Linked DNA regions of Lactuca sativa: region 1 is linked to region 2. A link is a contact called in public Hi-C data. All regions are on one chromosome and are shown on one strand. The core of a region is the stretch at or near the end of the contact, and the rest is flanking DNA. Distances in the headings are between cores, read along the strand shown. Region 1 holds the start of LOC111877806 (calmodulin-binding receptor-like cytoplasmic kinase 3). Region 2 holds the start of LOC111877809.

The links. Hi-C and Micro-C count contacts between places; a contact is called where the count stands out from the background.
Region 1: a Hi-C map of leaf shows a contact between it and region 2, with 8 times the contacts expected there. The contact joins the promoter of LOC111877806 here to the promoter of LOC111877809 in region 2. A contact is called at or near these places in 2 of 4 Hi-C or Micro-C datasets (bud and leaf).

Annotation. Positions count from the first base shown.
Region 1 is chr7:64,465,207-64,472,022 of Lsat_Salinas_v11, reverse strand. It overlaps LOC111877806 (calmodulin-binding receptor-like cytoplasmic kinase 3), which reads right to left and starts at 4,979. Exons shown (of 8, transcript XM_023874311.3): 1 at 4,785-4,979; 2 at 3,484-3,939; 3 at 2,925-3,110; 4 at 2,558-2,820; 5 at 2,135-2,300; 6 at 1,750-1,839; 7 at 1,310-1,608. The coding sequence starts at 3,745.
Region 2 is chr7:64,314,204-64,320,896 of Lsat_Salinas_v11, reverse strand. LOC111877809 reads right to left here and starts at 4,525. Exons shown (of 9, transcript XM_023874315.3): 1 at 4,296-4,525; 2 at 3,979-4,150; 3 at 3,157-3,250; 4 at 2,930-3,056; 5 at 2,721-2,834; 6 at 2,455-2,653; 7 at 2,341-2,386; 8 at 2,179-2,254; 9 at 1,772-2,096. The coding sequence starts at 3,213. The coding sequence ends at 1,816. It overlaps LOC111877808 (transcription initiation factor IIA subunit 2), which reads right to left and starts at 688. Exons shown (of 4, transcript XM_023874313.3): 1 at 548-688; 2 at 1-21.

The DNA.
Region 1 (6,816 bases), core at 3,730-6,229, 150 kb before region 2:
ATAGTAAAAAAATGGGGGGTATTTTTAAAATTTAGACATAAAAATGGACATTTCCGGATATAGACATGCATTCTGCGGAGGTACCTTTGCGGAATCTACTTTAGCTCCGCGGAATGATAAAATCGTAAATAAATTAGCGTATTAAAAAAAAAAAAACTCAAGATCCATTCCGTGGAGCTCCGAGGAATGGATCTTCAGAAAGAAAGAAAGAAAAAAAAAAAAAAAAAAATCTCTCCTCCAATGATTTTTTTATGTAATGATCTCTAATTAAAAGACCAATTTTTTCCACCTCACATTCATTCTAAACATTGTCAAAAAAAATTCATACTATCATAATCTTTTCTTGAAAATAATTAGTTGGGGGAATGAATATAAACCCCGAAGAATCGATTTGAAAAAAAAAAAAAACTGAAGGTCTGGAGCTCCGTGGAATGGATCTTGAGTTTTTTTAATACATTAATTTATTTACGATTTTGTCATTCCGCGTAGCTACCGCCGGGGAATGCATGTCTATACCAGGAAATGTCCATTTTTATGTCTAAATTTTGAAAATGTCCCCCATTTTTTTGACTATTGTCGGTATTTTCCCAAAGTACTAATGCCCAAAATACAACTATTAATGCACAAGGTACAAGTTGATAAGGCAAGGACGAAAAGTAACGAGAAGATGGTGAGAAACCCATGGTACAACAACCAATGAGCAAGGTACAAGTCGTTAATACAAGAGTAAATTACACGAATGGTCTTTATGGTTTGGGGTAATTTGTACATTTGGTCCCTAACTTATTTCTTTAACTCGAAAGGTCTATATAGTTTGTTTTTGTTGTGCGCTTGATCCCTGTGTTACCTAAAAAGACTATTTTGCCTTTGATTTTTTAATTTATTTAAATAAAGTGGGGTAGGTGAGGTGGAAGTGGGGTTGGGGTATGTTAATTTAAATAAATTAAAAAATCAATGGTAAAATAGTATTTTTAGGTAAGACAGAGACCAAACATGCAACAAAAACAATAAAAAAAATAAATTAGGAACCAAACGTACAAATTACCCCAAACCATAGGGACCATTTGTGTAATTTACTCTTAATACAAAGATCAAAAAGTAGGGTAGATGGTGAGGAACCCATTGGCTATAATATACCACTTGGTGATACTAAAATAAAAGAATACACAAGGTAAAGTTGACAATGAATGAATGGGAAATAAGTTAAAAAGGTGAGAAGGCATACTTTTGGACATGGTACAACCATCAAATGCACAAGGTACAAGTTGATAATGCACAATGTATTAAGAAGAAATAAATGCATACATACCCATCTTATGGTGACCTTCTCCTCGGGTGATCTTCTTGACTCAATAGGGCGACGACCAGTAAGAATTTCAATAAGTAGAATGCCAAAAGAGTAAACATCACTCTTCGGGGTGAGTTGATAGGTTCTCATATATTCAGGGTCAAGGTATCCAACTGTGCCTCTTACTTTGGTCACAACATGTGTGTTATCAGTCTCCGCTTCTCCAACTCTTGCAAATCCAAAATCCGCCACTTTTCCTCTCATTCTTTCCGTTAAAAGAATATTCGATGACTTCACATCGCGATGTATAATTTGCTTTTCTATTCATCATCAACAAATAGCAACGTTGTACTTTCACTTATTTTGGTATAACTATGTAAACCCCCCCCCCCCCCCCCCCCCCCCAAAAAAAAAAAAAAAAAAAAAAACATAAAAATAGTATAATAAGAGTTAGGGTTTACCTGCGTATAGATGGAGATATGTTAAGCCATGAGCAATATCAATGGAGATTTCAAGTCGTTGACTAAAGTCCAAGAAATTTCCATGAACACCTAAAAAGAGGAACCATTAAAACTTATTGTTACTAAAATGAAGACCTAGGGTGTTTGGCTTAGCTTTTGGCCAAAAGTCCTTTTAGAAAAAGATCATAGACAAAAGATGTTTGGCAAAAGACTTTTAAAGGCTACTTTTGGATTTTACAAAGAAGGAAAATCAACTTTTTGGAAAAGTAAGGAAAACCTGACTTTTTGTAACTTCTCCAAAAAGATCTTTTGCCTCTAAAAAGCTAAGCCAAACACCCCCTAAATCAAGATGTTAATAATGAATTTGAAAAAAAATAAAAATTACCATCCAAATGTTCTCTAAGTGTTCCATTAGGCACATATTCTGTAATAATAAGGCGTTCATTTCCTTTATCAACATAGCCAAGAAGCTTCACAAGATTCCTATGATCAATTTTTGCAAGTAGCTCAACTTCACTTCTAAATTCACTTCGTAGAGCATCAAATTGTTCCTACACAATAATTTCACATTTTAAAAATGAAAAAAAAAACGGTTTTTTTTTTTTTTAAAGAAAACACAACAAATTTGAGGGATTAATTCGTATATACAATTCTCATCCATTAATGCAGAAAGAACAACTTAATAGAGAATGATGTTTGTGTTGTATCACAAAGTGTGTTCCTTTTTGGTCTGAACAACAAACTGTTTGAAAATGAGTAAATGACCATGTTACCCTTACACCCCAACAAACAAGAGTGTTGATATTACCTTCTTTGCACGTTTAATGGCAACCGTTTGACCATCTGGTAGTTGAGCTTTGTAAACTGTTCCAAATCCCCCTTCACCTAATTTTAAAGATGGAGAGAAATTTTGGGTAGCTCTTGCAATTTGACTCATAGTCAAATGAACCGATCCAACCCTATCAAGTTTTGGAGACATTGAGAATCTAGCTGGACTAGGTGGGACCCGTAGTGGACTAGCTGTAACCTTTTCAGAAACCGAGTTCATTTCTATAGATGAAATTGAATCCACTACAAAACAAATATTAAATTAACTTAGCTAATCAAATATCTGAAATGCCCCTCAATGAAGATAACATATTCTTTTAGACCAAAATTTTATATTGAAAACTTACTTGAACTTGGATCCTTAAGAACAGTGTGGGCTGTATCTTTCTTTCTTGTATGAAAGCAAGGGCAAAGAAAACCGCAACATAAAATCAAAATTCCGGATCCGCCCATGATATAATATTTTGTTTTAAATTCGGAATTATTTTTCTCATCTTTTGTTATCTTTTGATCTTTAAGAAATCTCCTCCCTTCTGCTCAAGAATACAACAAAAATGTTCAAGATTCACAACTATATATAAAACCTACTACTCCATCTCAAACTTGCAATTTTTCCTTTTATGAAAGATTTCAAGATAAAGTTACGGATTTGCCCATCATCGTTGTTACAAGATCCTATCGTAATAGAGGGTGTTGTTGACATTTGACAAATAATCAAAATTGTGATTTTCATTGGAGGGAGTATAAAAATATCTTTTTTCAAGATGCATAATAAAAGTTGCGAATTTTCCTTAATGGGAAAAATCCGAGATAAAGGGTATTTTAGACATTTGACAACCAATCAAAATGTTGCAATTTTCATGAGATGGATCCTAAAGGATATTTTAGACATTTGACATCATGTACCTGAAGATTGATCGACTTCATGGCAATGGCTTCCAAGATTTGTATTGATGAAACAATCGTTTGCATGATTTGACTTGAGAGACTTGCAAAATGAATCTTTGCTTACTAATTCTCCATTTAAATAAAACAACTTGTGATTATAATTACTTGAAAATTGGATATTGTAAGTGTTACAACCCTTTAAAGGCAAAACTCCTGAGGCGAATATGATTGGTATTTGGATCAATAGTAGAAAACTCAACAAGATCACTTCCATCCTCATATACGAGCATATTTACTCCATTTTATCAAGAAACTACAACATGGGTGTTGCTAAATTCTTCGAGTCAAAAGTCATCTGAAGCATAATTGGAGGAATCACATGTTGTTTATATATCAATAAAGATAGTTTCATAGTTCATTCAAGAATTTTGTAATCACTGTTGAATTCAATCCAAAGTCTTCCAAGTTCCAACCCTATTCACAAAATCAAAAAAGATGATAAGATATCAAAGAAAACAAGGGCCTAGAAAAAAAAAAGCATAATTTATTCCAACTTCTGAGAAGCAAATTCAACCAAGTCTTCTTGAAAAACAATTCCTAAAAAGTCAAAATTCCTACAATTCTACAATAATTAGCTCAATTGGAACAAATCAAGATAGTAAGATATCAAAGAAGATAAAACCCTAATTTCTGATTGACATAGAACAAGTTTAATTCTTTGATACAACACAAAATGAATCAAATGAGTATGCAGTTCTAAATTGATGCTCCCCCTTTCAAGATTTGGTTATCAAGGAACTCAATCTTCAATGTTTTTCTTCATAAATGAGATAACTTAAGATGTCAAAACTTAAAATAAACAAAACCCATCACTGAAACCTCCTTTAATTGCAACTGAATTCAAAAGAACACGTAAAAAGACTGAAGAATTGTGAACAATTAAGCTTCGCGTATGAACTCAAACTTCATTGAATTTCTTCATAATTGAGACAAACCCAGATGATAAAACAAAAAATAAACAAACCATATCACTGAAATCTCCCTCAATTGGCACTAAATTTAAAAGGATCACGAAAAAACTAAAGAATTCAGAACCATCAAGATACTAAGGGACTGCAATTTTTCAAAGAATTTCTTCACAATCAAGACAACCCCAGATGATAAAACAAACAATAAACAAACCCCATCAATCAACATCCTTCAATAGCCACTGAATTAAGAAGAACACAGTAAAAACATTAAAGAATTGCGAATCAACTTCAGCAAGATACCAACTCAGGATACAAGTCAACAGATGTGTAAAGGAAGAAAGTTCAAACCTTTATGAAGTCGGATGAGCAAAAGGGCATAAATCTTTAGAGTAGGTTAGTTTATATAGTGGATTGTTGAGAATGTCTTGTTTCTTGGAGGATTTGATGCACAAGAAATGCGAAGATGGAGAGATAGAGAAGAGGAAGGGGGTCTGATGAATATAGAATATAGATTTAAGGGGCATCCATGAGTTTTGCATTTAAAATTGGTCAATCATTTTGCCCAAATATTGAAAAACTAATTTATAAATGATGTCACCACCCATGTAAGCAAAGTGAGCTGGCTTTGGAAGTTCATGTGCTTTCCAGTTTTTTAGATGTCATCTTGCAACTCTGGCATGGAGAAAGATTTGCCTCTATCCATGTGTATTCGAAGTTGTATCAAGTTTCTTACTTTCTTTTACGAAAAGTTGAGTTATAGAAAATTATCGAATTCAATGGATGTATGATTATAAAAATGTTTAAAGAAAGAGAAAATCACAAAAATACCAAAGAATTTAAGAAAAAATTGAATCCACCGACTACCCATTCATATAGTTTTTGGTTTAATAGTAATGTTTTTTTATCATAGGTCTTTAATACCTTATATCATCTCCAATGTAATTTTTTTATAAGATTATTACTATTTAATTGAGTGGTCAAAACAACTCCACCTCTTTCGAATAGATAATTTTTATTGATCATTCAAAATAAATATATATATATATATATATATATATATATATATATATATATATATATATATATATATTGAATGATCAATATAGTTTAATTCTTTTTAATAATATTACATTTTATCCTATTAAAGATTTAATTTTAAGTATTTATTATTTATCTAAAGTTTATATATATATATATATATATATATATATATATATATATATATATATAAAAGTCATGTTTAAAAAAAGGTTAGTTAAACAAGAGGGTTTTATATAACATTATAAATAGATAAAGATAAAATAATTAAATTAATGAAAAAAATCATTAAAAAGTTTAATCATTGGAGAAACAATTTAATTCGAAGTTAATATAATTAAATAGTGAGATGACAATTTTTTTACCTATCATATTATCATATAGGTTCACCATTATAAATGTTCTAAGGCCCCATGCGCGCTACACACCCTCTTGTCGTGCGACAAAGAGCTCGCCACCGTCAAATTGCCATCAACTCTGAGAGAGAGGATTTGATTGGTGCTTGGGGTCTTGGACTTTTGACCAGACCAGAATTCAAACACATTTTACAATTTTTTTAACAAAAAATACTTTTTTTTATAAAAATAAAAATAAAAACTAGTTGTTTTTACCCTAAAATTTCAATTATTCAATTTTTAAACCAACCACTATATATAAACACTACAATCTCAACATTTCGCACACAATATTATTCTTTCTTTCAAAAAAAAATATCAATTCATCAAACATAATGTCTTCACCTATGTCACACCCCCAAACTAGAACGAGGGAAACATCTGGGGACGGATGGAGTGACTTCATGCATAATATCATAACAATTGAATAATAATGAAACATAGCAACACAAACATTCATACATTGAGATTTCAAGTATTACATTGTTTACAAAAACTCAGTTGTTCAAAAGTCAATACAAATAACTGAAAAGTAGGAAAAACATGAAATGACGATGCCGACCCTCAAGAAGGGTTGAGTACTTGTCTGGTGGTTTCCTGAGAATACAAGTCGTTTTGAAAAGCGTCAACTAAAAAGTTGGTGAGTTCATAAACATTTTTGTATAAAATGGTTTTGCACTTGTTTAAAATAACTCTCGTAGTACTTTCAGAAAATCTGATATTTTCTATGAAAAAAGTTTGTAGTCTCGTTCTAAAACCGTTAATATATGCATGCATGTCCTTTGTTTTCTTTTCCTTGTAAAGTAATAATGTATATTTTAAAAAAAATGCAGTATTTTCTTAAAGGGGAACTGTGGTCTTAAACCCTAAGACCACGATGGAAGTGAAAATCGTATAGAAAATAGTTTATAGTTTCATTTCTTTTAATAAAACTAATGAAGTGTAAG
Region 2 (6,693 bases), core at 3,276-5,775:
TTTCTCTTCTTAATCAACAACCTGTTAAATCAAATCCCAACATAAGTATCATGTTGTACAAAATGAAAGAAAAAACTCATTTCCCATTTCTCATTTCTCATCTATCAAAAGAAATCAAAATCAACTACTTTTACAGAAATATACACGTCTGCCATTAAATTCTGAACCTGAATTAGAAATTCACTCATACACAATATGAAGTTCGTTCATGCGTACTTCGATTTGCAAAACGACACAAATTAAACATGACATTTGTAGTGTTATGATACGAAGCAACCGAGCTACCATATTCAAAGAAAACACCCAAAAATAATCTGAAACTTCGAATCCGAAATCGGAATCACGATGACTTAATCAACAAAGCGAGATGTCAGAATTTTGAATCAAACAAACAAAAACTCAAAATCTGAAACAAACAGCAGGCATCGCATAATTTCGCACGAGAATCTTCAATATAGACATAAATTAACACAGTTAACGCGCATATATCATTCAATATGAAATCAATTGAGTTTTAAATTGATGATTTATAGAGAACCGGACTCACTTTTTTTCCGCTCGTTGAGGTTGTAGAAACTTTGGTGCAGAGGGAGAATGAGATCTGCTTTTTATACCCTAGTTTTTGTAGCTCTGGCCTTATATAGGCGGAGAGGGTAACGCATCGAATGATCAAAAGACGAAACTACCCCTGCTCTTGTTGATGATAGAAGATGGCTGATCGAAGATCTTTGTAGGGTAAAATCGTCAATTCGACTTCTGAGCTTCTAGATGTTCGAAAAAAGCTTGTAGCCCATTTAATAACGTTAATCAGGGCCTGGCCCAATAATAACTTGTACCTTACGTCTTACTTATGATAGAATAAAGTCAATAAAGCATGAAAATAATTATTTAAATTTCATGATTTTTTTTAACAAAATTTTAGAAATAGTTCCTATGGTTTTTATAAAAATTACATAGTCATGACATTTTTCAGAAATTTCATATATTTGTTTCGTAGAGTTTCTAAAAATTTTACATTCTGTTTAACACTTTTTGAATTTTAGGTTAAATCTGTTCTAAACGATATGTTTGCTTTCTAGAAATAATAAAAAATAAAACTAGAAAAAAAAAGTATATTGGCCATTTCATTTCATGTGTTTTTAACTTTGTTTTTCAATAGAAACAAGGCAAGATTTTGAAACCTTTATTGTTGTTGTGACATTTTGAATCATAGTTATATTAGATATTTTAACCTATATTTGCATTTATATGTTGTATCTCTTTTTTTTTTCTAGCAATAAGGATTTTATTTTTTTTTTTTTTTGTCAAAACCTCTCGACTCGAAAATGGTTTATGACTGAAAAAAAAAACATTTTATATAAATCAAGCAAACTCTAAAATTTCCCAACCAATAAAATATGATTCTCAAAAGAACTAATAACCAAAAATCCAACATCACACCAAACACAAGTTCTCAAATGTGACGATTTAAGTGACCCTTTGGATTTATCCACCACATAATTATATTATTTCTATTAAAATAAAAGTCATGTGTAGCTTCAAATAATCTCTTTTCAATTATATACCAAAACAAAATGATAGTTTTTCCCACATCAATACAATTTTTTAATCATCTTGACTAACTTGATTATCGGTGCTAATTAGCACAAAATTATTGATAAAACTATTAGATTATAAAATAGTTTTTGTAATCAAATTTTACCAAGAAAATCTCTTGATTATACTCTGTGCAACTAGCCACAATGCATCATAGTAAAAGACTAAAACACCCTTCATCACAAAGTACAACCATTCAATTGCTATGATTATGATATATTATGTTAAGGCTAATAATTGTTGCTCTAACTCATCACAAAAGTCATCTTTTACATAATCTTCCTCTCCTGAATTCTCATTAAACTCAATTGCTTCAAAGTCTTCTCCATTTCCATTTTGCTGTTCTTTGCTCTGGATTTCTGCCACGTGTCCAGTTTTCTTATAAAACATTTCTTTCTCAACATTCCAATCTTCACTTGTTTTCCCAATCACATCCCCAATCAATATCTGGTTTTCAGCAATGTGCTTTATATCACGTGTATCCACCACCTTTTCCGCTTCTGTAAAGGGCAAAACAGTCATTTCACTCACTCGTGTACTCAGTTAACACCTCAAGTTATTTATTTATAAGCTTTCACAAACCTTTTATGGCTAGCTCTTTAGCCGAATAATAATCTCTTGACATTTTCTTGAGTGAATCAACATCAAATTCTTTATCCTTAAAAAAACAAAAAAGATTATTCAATTCTTAAAAGTCACAAAAAATCATTATGAAATATTCCCAAAAAAAAATTAGCAACTCACCATGTCCATGTTAATGTATCGTTCGATTTCCGTGTCTTTAAATAACCTAATATTTAAAACAATGTTAAATTCAAGATTTAAATTCAATGTTAAATTCAAGATTTAAAGATTTACTTTTTATTGGCATGTTGAACACGTGCATCTTGTAAGTTTGTTAATTCATTCACCCTTTCTTCAACAGATCCTTGTTTTAAATCAGTAGCTCCATATAGAAATAAATCCCTTTCTAACATACTTTTCACTAAAATTGATACAATTTCTATTTTCTCTTTTTTTGCATCAACAACAAGTTCCTTAAGCCTCTTGATTTCCCCTACCAAATAAAAAATTAAACCCATGAGGTTAAAAATAAAGAAAAGATTATATAAAAAACAACATACTTGCACATAAATAGATTCTGAAGGGAGGCTTGAATGGTTGTGTTTCATGTAGGCAGAAAAGACAATAAAGCCCTCCGATTCTGTGTGATATGGAAGAATTAGAAACCATGTAACCTGCATCAGAATATATATATTTATATATACAGTATATTGTCAATTATTAAATAATTAATTTGAGAAAATGAGGGTGTATAATTTATAATTTATACCTATGGAATGGGAATAAAGAGATTGCATAAAGAAACCTAATTTTGAATTGGGTTTAGCCTCAAAGATGCATGAGAACTTTTTAGAAAGCCATATTTTCTTCATATCAGTTAATGTAGTCATTTCACCCTGAAATAAATAATTAAACCCCAAATTCCATAAAAAACAGTATATAAAACTTTGAATTCTATAAAAGAGAGATTAATGGAAGGGAAGTTGTTTTGAGTACCTTTGCAAACTCATTGATAAGGTCATCAATGTCAAGTCTAAAGGGTTTGAGATCCATGGAGTCTAAATTTTTTTTAGTATTTCCAAAAAAGACCCTGAAAATTAAGATGTTTGTTGCTAGTGATTAAGATTGTGTAACTATCAAAACACGATAATGACATTGTTTAATAACCTTCAAAACAACTTCTCACTTTGCTTTAAGTTGTATTATTCAACATAAATTTGTTTCAACAACATATTTATTATTTTAATAGTAATAGTATTATGAATTATAAAAAATTCGAGTATATTTTACATAATTTCAAAACCGTTTGTTTTTTTTGTGTTACATTGATTGTCTATAACCAAATATTCATAAATTATAAAGTTAATCACTAAAATTACCATGTTTATTGAAGCTACCTTGAAAAATAACCATCATTTTCGAAAATTTAACAAAAATGATCATGTTTTTTGCAAAATTAACAATTTTATTTATTGTTATTTAGCAAATTATATGTTTAATTATTTTATATAAACGGCTTTAAAAACCATATCATCACAGTGATCTTTATATTCGATTTGCATATTAATCTTCCTAACAGATGGTGCACCACTTACAATAGCCGCATATCATATCGCATTCAAATCACATGTAATTGCATAAAGAAACTAATAGGCATAGCAACTAACCATCTGAAAAAAAGGAATTCACTGTGGCATTTAATCAAACACCTAATAGGCATAACAACTAACCATTTAAGAAAAAATTCAGCCATAATTTTATAGTTCAACAAGAAAATAACAATTCAGCAACATAGTAAATTACATAATTGAAAATTACCTATTTTGGGGAGAAAATCAGGCGAGGTAGCAGCGGAAGCATCTGGTGAGTCGACGTAGCTCGTCTAGTGGGTCGTCGGCGGCGCCGGTCTTCAGGTGGTCCGGCGAAAAGATATATGGTCGATGTAATAAATATTCCCAATAAACATTGGTTGGAACATTTAATCGAACAGCTTATGAGCATACAAGATATGCAAAATTCAGTAAGAAAACACCGAAAATCGGCGATTTAGGGTTTAAGTTTTGAACTGAAAATCGAGTTTAGGGCTTTGAATAAAACAAAATATAATAGTAATTGGTAAGCATATACCCAAGTACCTAACTTTGTTCAGAATATAACCTGATTGTTGTCTTGCTCAACTTCTCCTATCTCCGACTCTCGCTACCAGTGCCAACTTCAATTAAGAGGATTAGAATGATTGTTGTCTTGATCGCAGTCTAACTTTTCTTTTTCCACACCAATATCATGCGGACCAATAGTACAATAAAGCCCAAATTTTACTGGTTATGTTCTAAATGGGTTTTTTGGTGTGATAAAATCGTGAAAATTTGTTCACTTTTACCCTATAATCGGATTTTACCTTAGTTATACGGTCATATTAATCGGAGCCGAAGGGTTTAGAACCCAGGGCTCCTCCTTATAAAATAAAGATCTTTACCACTAGACCAAACATTTTTGTTGGAAACTTATCCTAAAATATTATACTTACTAGATGTCACGTTATTTATTATTATTATTTGCTTAATTTGTTTTATACATATATATAATAATTATTATTTTTAATATAATAATAATAAAACTAATTATAAAAAATGGTTTTATACATATAAATAACATTGTATATGTATAAAAAAGTTTTATACATATAAATAACATTTTATATGTATTTATATGTATATAAAAGCATTTTATATGTATAAAAAAGTTCTTATATATATATATATATATATATATATATATATATATATATATATATATATATATAAAATTTGTCTGTATAAAAAAAGTTTTTATGCATATAAAAAGCATTTTATATGTTTTTATACGTATTTATAAGACAATTTTATATTTGTATGTATAAAATATCTTAAAAATATCAATATATTTTTAATAATTATAATTACAGTTATAATTATAATAATAATAACAACAGCGTTAGTGAATAAATATCATTTGGTAGGTAGACTATCACATAGTTGATACTAGTCTAATGGTAAATTTCATTGCTTTGTAGATATGAGACCTGGGTTCGAATCTCTTACTCCATCTCCTTGCTATTCTTTTGAAATATTGTATATGGAATTAAGGGCCTTACGTGACACCTATCACAACACTCCACACATGCATAAACCCGAGTTCCAATCTCTTTACTCCATCTCCTTTTTATTTTTTTGAAAATATTGTCTATGGAATTAAGGGCCTTACGTGGCACCTATCACAACACTCCACGTCTGCATAAATGCACCCCATCAGCACCTACTCAGCGCCTCCTATGTTGTGTAGCCGGGATTGGGGCAAAAAGGAACCTACTTTCCGGTATTTTTGGTTTTTAATGCATTAAAAACGGACTTAGGACATAACATGTTATTTTGTGTAAAATTGGGAGCTGTAAGCAAAAATAATAAAAACACTAAAATTATTATTTTTTAAATATTCTATATTTTATTGAAAACTATAGAGGTAATCTTACAAGTTGACAAGTCTTTCTATCCCACATTGATGGGAAAAAACCCTCTTAGATTTATAAGCTAGAGGGAGTGATGACACAATAGTTGTATTCATTTCACTGCCACATAAACGATACGTCAGCAATCACCACAAAAATGTAGTTTCATGTCACACCCAATGAGTGGTGTCACAATCGATTCAAAATGTTTAAAAAGAAAACAAAAACATTTAAAAAAAATCTAACTAATCAACGGTCAATTAGAATAACAATAGAAAAAGAGGAGCACTCCCTTGGAGTGTACCACCGTGTGGTCTCTACCGCACCAAAACCACAGGAAAGGAGTGGTATTCCAAGCTGATGTGACAATGGAGTGCACCCTCTACTGCATCCACTCCCTCAAGCCTAAGTGATTTACAATATATTTCTTTCTATATATCATTCTATACATCTTAAATGATGACATTTGTCACACAATTATATTAAAATATATATTATTATTTTTATTAAATATGACACATTTCATTATTTAAGATAAATAAAATGATATGTAGAAATAAAATGTAGGATGATATTTCATTTTCTATTATTTTTCAATTATTAAAAATTCCGTATGATTTTATATATATAGAATTGTTTTCCGTTTTGTAAAATCGTAATCGTAATATTCTACACAAGCAATTTAAAACATAAAAAAATTACATTGAAACATATCAGTAATAATAAATAATTTTAAACATAAAAAATACCTCTTCAACATATTATTTAACAATTAAAAAAATCAAAAGTATGTATTCTTTTACTTAGATTGTATTTAATGGACTAAACTAAAAAATTATTTGGTGGCTGAAAAAGTTGGTTTTTTTTTTTTGAATAGCAAACTAATCTAGTTATCACCACATATGTCTCGTTCATTAGCACACACTTATGTCTCAAACATGACTTGAAGTTGAACTCATGACTTATGAAAAGCTAGTTGCAACTTGATTTACCATCTAATGAAAAAAAATGTTTGATATAAAATTAGCTGTAAGCTAACTAAAAAAATT